2 separate regions of the Mus musculus genome follow, and region 1 is linked to region 2. The links are chromatin contacts, called in public promoter capture Hi-C maps. All regions are on one chromosome and are shown on one strand. The core of a region is the stretch at or near the end of the contact, and the rest is flanking DNA. Distances in the headings are between cores, read along the strand shown. Region 1 holds the start of Zfp7 (zinc finger protein 7). Region 2 overlaps Arhgap39 (Rho GTPase activating protein 39).

Evidence for each region. Promoter capture Hi-C pulls out the DNA fragments that hold promoters and counts their contacts.
Region 1: a contact with region 2 is called in a promoter capture Hi-C map of the HPC-7 cell line. A contact is called at or near these places in 5 of 39 promoter capture datasets (the C10 cell line, the HPC-7 cell line, the SN4741 cell line and 2 more), 5 of 130 datasets of targeted methods (the HPC-7 cell line, bone marrow-derived macrophages, embryonic stem cells and 2 more) and 3 of 9 other capture datasets (adipose tissue, liver and pancreatic islet).

What each region holds. Positions count from the first base shown.
Region 1 is chr15:76,877,671-76,881,185 of GRCm38.p6, reverse strand. It overlaps Zfp7 (zinc finger protein 7), which reads right to left and starts at 1,933. Exons shown (of 5, transcript NM_145916.3): 1 at 1,833-1,933; 2 at 404-447; 3 at 1-74. The coding sequence starts at 406.
Region 2 is chr15:76,798,203-76,801,505 of GRCm38.p6, reverse strand. The region is part of intron 1 of Arhgap39 (Rho GTPase activating protein 39); the gene reads left to right. It also overlaps the pseudogene Gm17271. Among named protein-coding and RNA genes, the nearest start is that of Arhgap39, 18 kb to the left of the region's middle.

The DNA of each region.
Region 1 (3,515 bases), core at 684-3,183, 80 kb before region 2:
CTCTGACCAGAATCCAGACACTGCCACTCCTCTCGAGAGAAGTGCACAGCCACGTCGCCAAAGGTCACCGCCTCCTGTAAGGACACACACCAACATCCCTATAATATGGTATACCTCAAACAGGTATGGTATACCTCCAGCAGGACTGGATCCTTTTGGCTCTTAAACCTTATGAGAAAAGAAGGGACTTAATCCAAAGGAGTGACCTTATGCCCCTCCCCACTGAACAGACACAGCTAAACTCTGGTCTGGGCGGACATTTATTCACCCCCTCAGGGACCAGCCTGGCCAGAGCCACAGTAAGGGTCAAAGCTAGGTATGCGATCAGGCCCAGTGGAAAGGGTAGGATGTGGGGGCTTGACAGGAGTGGAGAGGGAATACAGGCAGCAGCCAGGCTCCCTACCATGAGATCTGGAGGGTGGGATCCGCTTGTCCTGAGTCAGACACCTGTGAGAAATCATAACGAGATCAGAGGTCAGAGGGGAGGAAGCTCCCCAGTTCCCAGGGTGACTGGAGGGGCTCTGTACCCCACTGCTTCTTTACCACCCAAGCCAGACGCACAGACACACCAGACTGGGCAAAGGCTGATATTTGAATATCAGCTCCTGAGCCTTCTTGTCTGTGTTGTGTGGGAGTAAGGGCTGGAGCCATGATGTACAGCTGCGGCAGGTGTGTGTGTGTGTGTGTTGTGTGTGTGTGTGTATAAAACACACCTTTAGTCTCTGAGTTCGAAGCCAGCCTAATCTACAGAATGAGTTCCAGGACAGTTAATGCTACTCAGAGAAATCCTGTCTCGATAAACCAAAAAATAAATGAATGAATGAATGAATAAATAAATAAATGGCTGCCATAGGCCACACATTCAACTGAACAACGAGGGAGACTTCATGGGACATCTAGTAGAAAGGACAACTAAGATCACATCAACAACAGTGCTGAAGTACGGGGGGACTAGTAAAGTGTTTAAATGAGAAACGCTGGTAAAGTTTAAAGGATGCCTTCCCCCAGGGACCTAGGCCAAGCTGGTGGCTGAGGTAGGAAACGCACTTCAGGATCTGAAAATGGGACCAAGTGAGCCAGTGTGTGAGCCAAAGGAGAGAAGATAAGGAAGAGTTAACTGGAGGCAGTAGCAGTCAGGTCCAGGAAAAAGAAAAAAAGGCCTTCAGAAGGAAAACAATCCCTGTTCACCTGTACCTAAATTCCAGAACGAGCTACAGCTGCCCTAAGTCACAAGGATGACGACAAAAAAGGATTCGAGAAGTCCCCTTCTGCTAAACCAAAGCCCTTGGGCCCCTCCTTGCACACACAAACACCCACCTTCAGGTCAAAATGGGAGAGAGGAAGCTACTTTCCCAGGTAGCTTTTGGCCCAGGTATCTGGCCACTGGCTAGACTGGCCAATTAGCAGTGAACACTAGAAAAGAATTCTCCTCTCAGACCCCAGCATTTGGACTACCAATGGGAAATCGCGGTCTCAGATACAGAAGAGCAAATCCTGAGATGCCTTCTGAGTCCGCAGGCGTGACCGACTCCAGGTCATTCAGGTGCAGAAATGAGAGAAGAGATAGTCCCAGAAAGTGATTACTCACGAGGAATGAGGGAGGTTGCACCCAGCCCCAGGCCTGGAGGGAAGCAGCCTTGCTCAGGTTCAACACTGGAGCCCGGGAGCAGGCTAGAAGAGCTGGGATGCTCGGCTATTCTACTCCGCTGGGATCACGTCTTCGGCCAGGCATTCACAACAGCACCGAGCCGCCCACGCCTTCCATCCTTTTGGGGAGTAAAAGCCAAGTGTCCCTTGCCCTAAAAACAAGGAAAGCGACTGCGCCTACTCACCTGCCCCGGCGCGTGGTGGATCCCAACAAGAGAGCCACCGGAAAGGGCTTTGCAAGCTTATCCCACTGTGCCCCACCCGGGCGACTTCCGCTCGCTGGCCAGCGCGCCCCGTTTGTTCTCTAACTCCGCCCCCCGCCAGGTTACAGGGGTGGGGGCGGGGCCAGAAGTTGTCACGGCCCATAAAGGGCTGGGCTAGAGACTGAGAGGCAGGGCCGGGAAGTGTGGCTGAAGGTCACCGAAGGCCAGGCACGACCAGGAGGCGGGGCCAGAGGATGCATTTCTGATGAGAAAGAGCCTACCCAACCACAGTCTCACTACCAACCCCAAAAAGCTTTACCAAAGGCTTTCCCTTACCAAAAATCCCTTTGGGTCCCTGAACCTTAATGATAAGAGTCTTGAGGAGAAGCCGGGTGTGGTGGCGCACACCTTTAATCCCAGCACTCAGGAGGCAGAGGCAGGTGGATTTATGGGTTCGAGGCCAGCCTGGTCTACAAAGTGAGTTCCAGGACAGCCAGGGCTACACAGAGAAACCCTGTCTCAAGAAACCAAAAAAAAAAAAAAAAAAAAAGCTGGGCGGTGGTGGCGTACGCCTTTAATCCCAGCACCTGGGAGGCAGAGGCAGGAGGATTTCTGAGTTTGAGGCCAGCCTGGTCTACAAAGTGAATTCCAGGACAGCCAGGGCTACACAGAGAAACCCTGTCTCGAAAAAACAAACAAACAAACAAAAAAAAGAGTCTTGAGGAGAAAGTACATCTTAACTTCTCAAGAATGCCAGCTACTAGCCGGGCAGTGGTGGCACATGCCTTTGATCCCAGCACTTGGGAGGGAGAGGCAAGCGGATTTCTGAGTTCGAGGCCAGCCTGGTCTACAGAGTGAGTTCCAGGACAGCCAGGGCTACACAGAGAAACCCTGTCTCGAAGAAAAAAAAAAAAAAAAAAGAATGCCAGCTACTGAATAAACCTGATTTTTTTCCTGTCAATTCTCCTTGCCCTAACATGTTCTTCAACTGTCAGAGAGCCTAGGCCTTTAGATTCTAGTAACAAGGAAACACTAGCATAGAGAGAGGGAGGTTGGCAGAACTAAGTGAAGGATGGAGTCACTGGTGATAAAGAAAATGTTTCAAGGAGGATAGAGGGCCTATTGTATCTGCACTACTGAGCGGGTGTGAGGGGAGAGGATATAGTCCTTGGAAAGTGGCAAAGAGGGAGCTATGAGAAAGGAGAGAGTGTGTATGCACATTCACATGCGTGTGTGTGTGTGTGTCTGTGCCTTGAGTGTGTGTATGTTTGTGGTTTGTGCATGTATGTGTAAATGTCTATGCTGTGTATGTGCTATTTGTGTGTGTGTGTGTGTGTGTGTGTGGTATATGTGTATGTGTCTGTGCCGTGTATGTGTGTATGTGTGTGGTATATGTGTATATGTGTGTGCCATGTGTGTATGTGTGTATAATATATGTGTATATGTGTGTGCCATGTATGTGTGTGTGTCTGTGTATGTGTGTATGTGGTGTATGTGTATATGTGTGTGCCGTATGTGTCTGTGTATATGTGTGCTGCCCCTTGATTTAAGTTTTTTTAATCTCCCATCTGAAGGCTTTTGGAGTCACATGATCATTATACTATGTCCAAAGTGAATGAAAAAAAAAAAAGGAAATAAAAAGAAAGGGACCTGTCTGCTCCTAAG
Region 2 (3,303 bases), core at 651-3,150:
AAGTAAGATCCTTATGTATCGAAAGGGGATTGCAGGACTGTGACTCATCTTCAGATGTCTGGCTTCTGGTAGAAGCAGGTTGCTCTGACACACATCCTACCATTGCCTTCTGGCATCTCCACTGGAGGCTCAAAGCAATAGCCCATCTTTCTAGAATCATACACAAGCCCCCACTGCCCCCTGGGTGAGCAGCTCTGGTTGGCCTGGAACTTGCTACATAGACTAGGCTGGCCTCAGACTCACGGAGATCTAGCCCCTCTGCCTTGTGAGTGCTGCTGCCATTAAAGGCGTGCACTACCATGCCTGGCTTCCTCTTGTTCTTTAAATCTTTGTGTGTTTGAGTATGGGCACATGAACACAGTGAGTATGCTGAGGTCAGGAAAACTCTGGTGGTCTTCCATGCTTTGCACCTTGTTTTTGAGACAGGGTCTTTTGTTCACTCTATACACTTCAGGTTAACTAACCCATTCAGTGTTGGAGAATCTCCTGTCTGCTTCCCATCTGGAGTCTGGGTCACTGGGACTAAAGATGTATGCTACGGCATCCAGATTTCTATGGGTTCTGAGGTTCTGAACTCAAGTTCTCATGCCTGTGTGGCTAGCACTTGACCCACTGAGTCAGATCCCCAACCCTCAATAATTCTCTGTTCCTATAAGGTAACGATGATTGGATAGTTCGTTATAGTGATGGAAAGCTAAAGCTTCCTCATGTTCTGAAGGTGCTGCTGAGAGCTCCTGCAGCTCCACAGATGAGGTGTGGTACATGTGGTGGGCCATTGTCATTTCAGGGTCTCTGAAGAGTAGAGGGTCCTGATCCCGAGGTGCTACTGGCACATCTCATTGCAGATGTGCTGCAGGGCCTTAGGCAGTAAAGGGTGCCAGTCTTCCTGTGTCTGGACACAAAGGCAGGCTGGTTGGGTGTGGAACGTGAATCAAGAGCTGCGTTTTCTCTTGGAGCTGTGTATGGGTTTCCGTGTTTCTCAGAAGGAGCTGTCATGGAAAGATTGCACGGTGGACCCTTGACATGTGTGGGTTTGCACGTTCACACTCATTCATACCAAAACATAATATGGTAGAAAGAAGGTTTGAAAGCACGAGTGAGCCAGGCATGGTGGCACACACCCTTATCCCAGTACTTAGGCAGAGGCAAGTGGATCTCTGTGAGTTCAAGGCCAACCTAGTCCATACAGTGACTTCCAGGTCAGTGAGTGCTATATAGTGAGACCCTGCCAGAGAGAGAGAGACAGACAGATATAGAGACAGAGACTGAGAAAGACACACACACACACACACACACACACACACACACACACACAAACACATACACAAATTTCCCCAAAATAAAAAAGCCTGAGTGTTGGGACATTTGGGGGATTGTTATTTTACTTTTTTACTTTTGAGGCCCGGTCTTTTCTATTATGTAGCCTTGGTTGTCCTGGAAGTCACTGTGTAGACCAGGCTGGCCTAGAACTCACAGATACCCACTTGCTTCTGCCTCTGGAGTGATATGATTAGAGGCGTTCACGCCACGAGCTGGCAGGACATTTATATGCATATTTAAGGGATGCTACTGTTACATAGGATCTGTATACAGACTGTTTCCTGTAAGGAAGCACAAGACCACAGTGATTTTTTTTTTTTTTTTTTATGGAATCCTCATCCATGGAGGACTCTGCTGCTTTGTGGGATGATTGGTTATTTCCATTTTCTTTTTCCTTCTGAGTAGATAAAGCTTAAGAGATGCATGAATTATTCAGAAGGATGTGGGCTGAGAAAGGGAAGGAATTGCTGTTTTGAGTGTGGTAACAAAACTGGGAGGAAGTCCTGGGTGTGGTCTGTAGAAAGATGAACCAGAGGTAGCTGGGAAAGTTCTAGAGAAAGGCGAAGGGGTGAGGGACCGCCAGTCACAGCGGGCAGGCGCAGGCGCACACTCTGTGGTTGTGCGTTTGCTCTTCCTCTGGCCTGTGCTGGATGTGAACAGGCGGCCTGTACTCTGGCTTGCCCTACAGCTTGGAGGCTGAGGCCAGCCTTTGGCTCCGATAAAGGGGCCATTTGCTGGCTTCCAGGCTGCCGCGAGTGGGATAGTGCCCCCCACCCCCAGTCCAGTCATCATATGAGGGATGCAGACAGACTGGTCGGCGAAGTGCTGACTCTCCCATCAGCCCTTGTCGATAGTTTAAATTGTATCATGCAGCTCCTGCTTAGAATGCTTTAGTGGCTTTTTTCATAGGATAAAATTTGCAATCTTGTTTTTAAAAAAGATTTATTTCATCTGTGTGGATGTTGTACTTGCATATCTGTCTGTGTACCACATGTGTGCATTGCCCTTGAAGGTTAGAGGAGGGCCTGATATCCCCTAGAACTAGAGTTACAATTAGTTGTGAGCTGCCATGTGAGTTCTGGTAAGCAAACCTGGGTCCTCTGGCAGAGTGCCTGTGGAGCCATCTTCCCAGCCCCGACTTTATAATCTTAGCATTCCCTCCCAGGCTTCTAAGCTCTATGGCAGCACTTGGGTACAACCCTCCTTCCCTTTCCAGGTACTGGTCTCTTCCCCCGCAGACTATAAAGCTCCCTTCCTTCAGAGTCTGACCATCTTCTCAGTCATATATATATATATATATATATATATGCAGAGTTTGTAATTATCTATTTACCTCTTATTGTCTCTATCTTATTTAAAGGGCGCAGGTCACACTGGTTTTATTCACCACTCTCTGCTCAGAGCCTGGTATGAGCACAACAAATTTTTATTGAAAATCCCTTTGTTTTTATTGTATGTGTGTGGGTGTTTTACTTGCGTGTGGTTTGTGCACCTTGAGAATGCCGCGCGTCCTGGAGGCCAGCAGGGGCATTGGCGCCTCTGGAGCAGGAGTTAAAGCCAGTTAGTTAGTTAGCCACCACATGAGCACTGGAAGCCAGCCTCGGGTCCTCTACAGGAGCAAGTGTTCTTAGCCCTGAGCCATCCATCTCTCCAGCCCCCACAAGAAATATTTTTTACATGAATTAATAAATGCATAAGTAGAAAAAATACTGGGGCGTGAGCTACTGAAAATTTAAGAGGTACCACTAACCACTGCTCTATATAATCAAAACCCTATAACAAGGTCACTCTGGATTAAAAAAAAAAAAAAAAAAAAAAAAAACAGAAAAGAGAGGGAGAGTGGAAAAGGAGAGGAGGAGGGAGAGGGATGGCACGGCTGTGTCTGAGAGTTATGTTTCAAGAATGCCCTAAGTAGGCACAGACTTAGAGATTGGATGTTCTGCTTGGCATTGGAAAGGCCAGCACAGTATATTCACAGAGCAA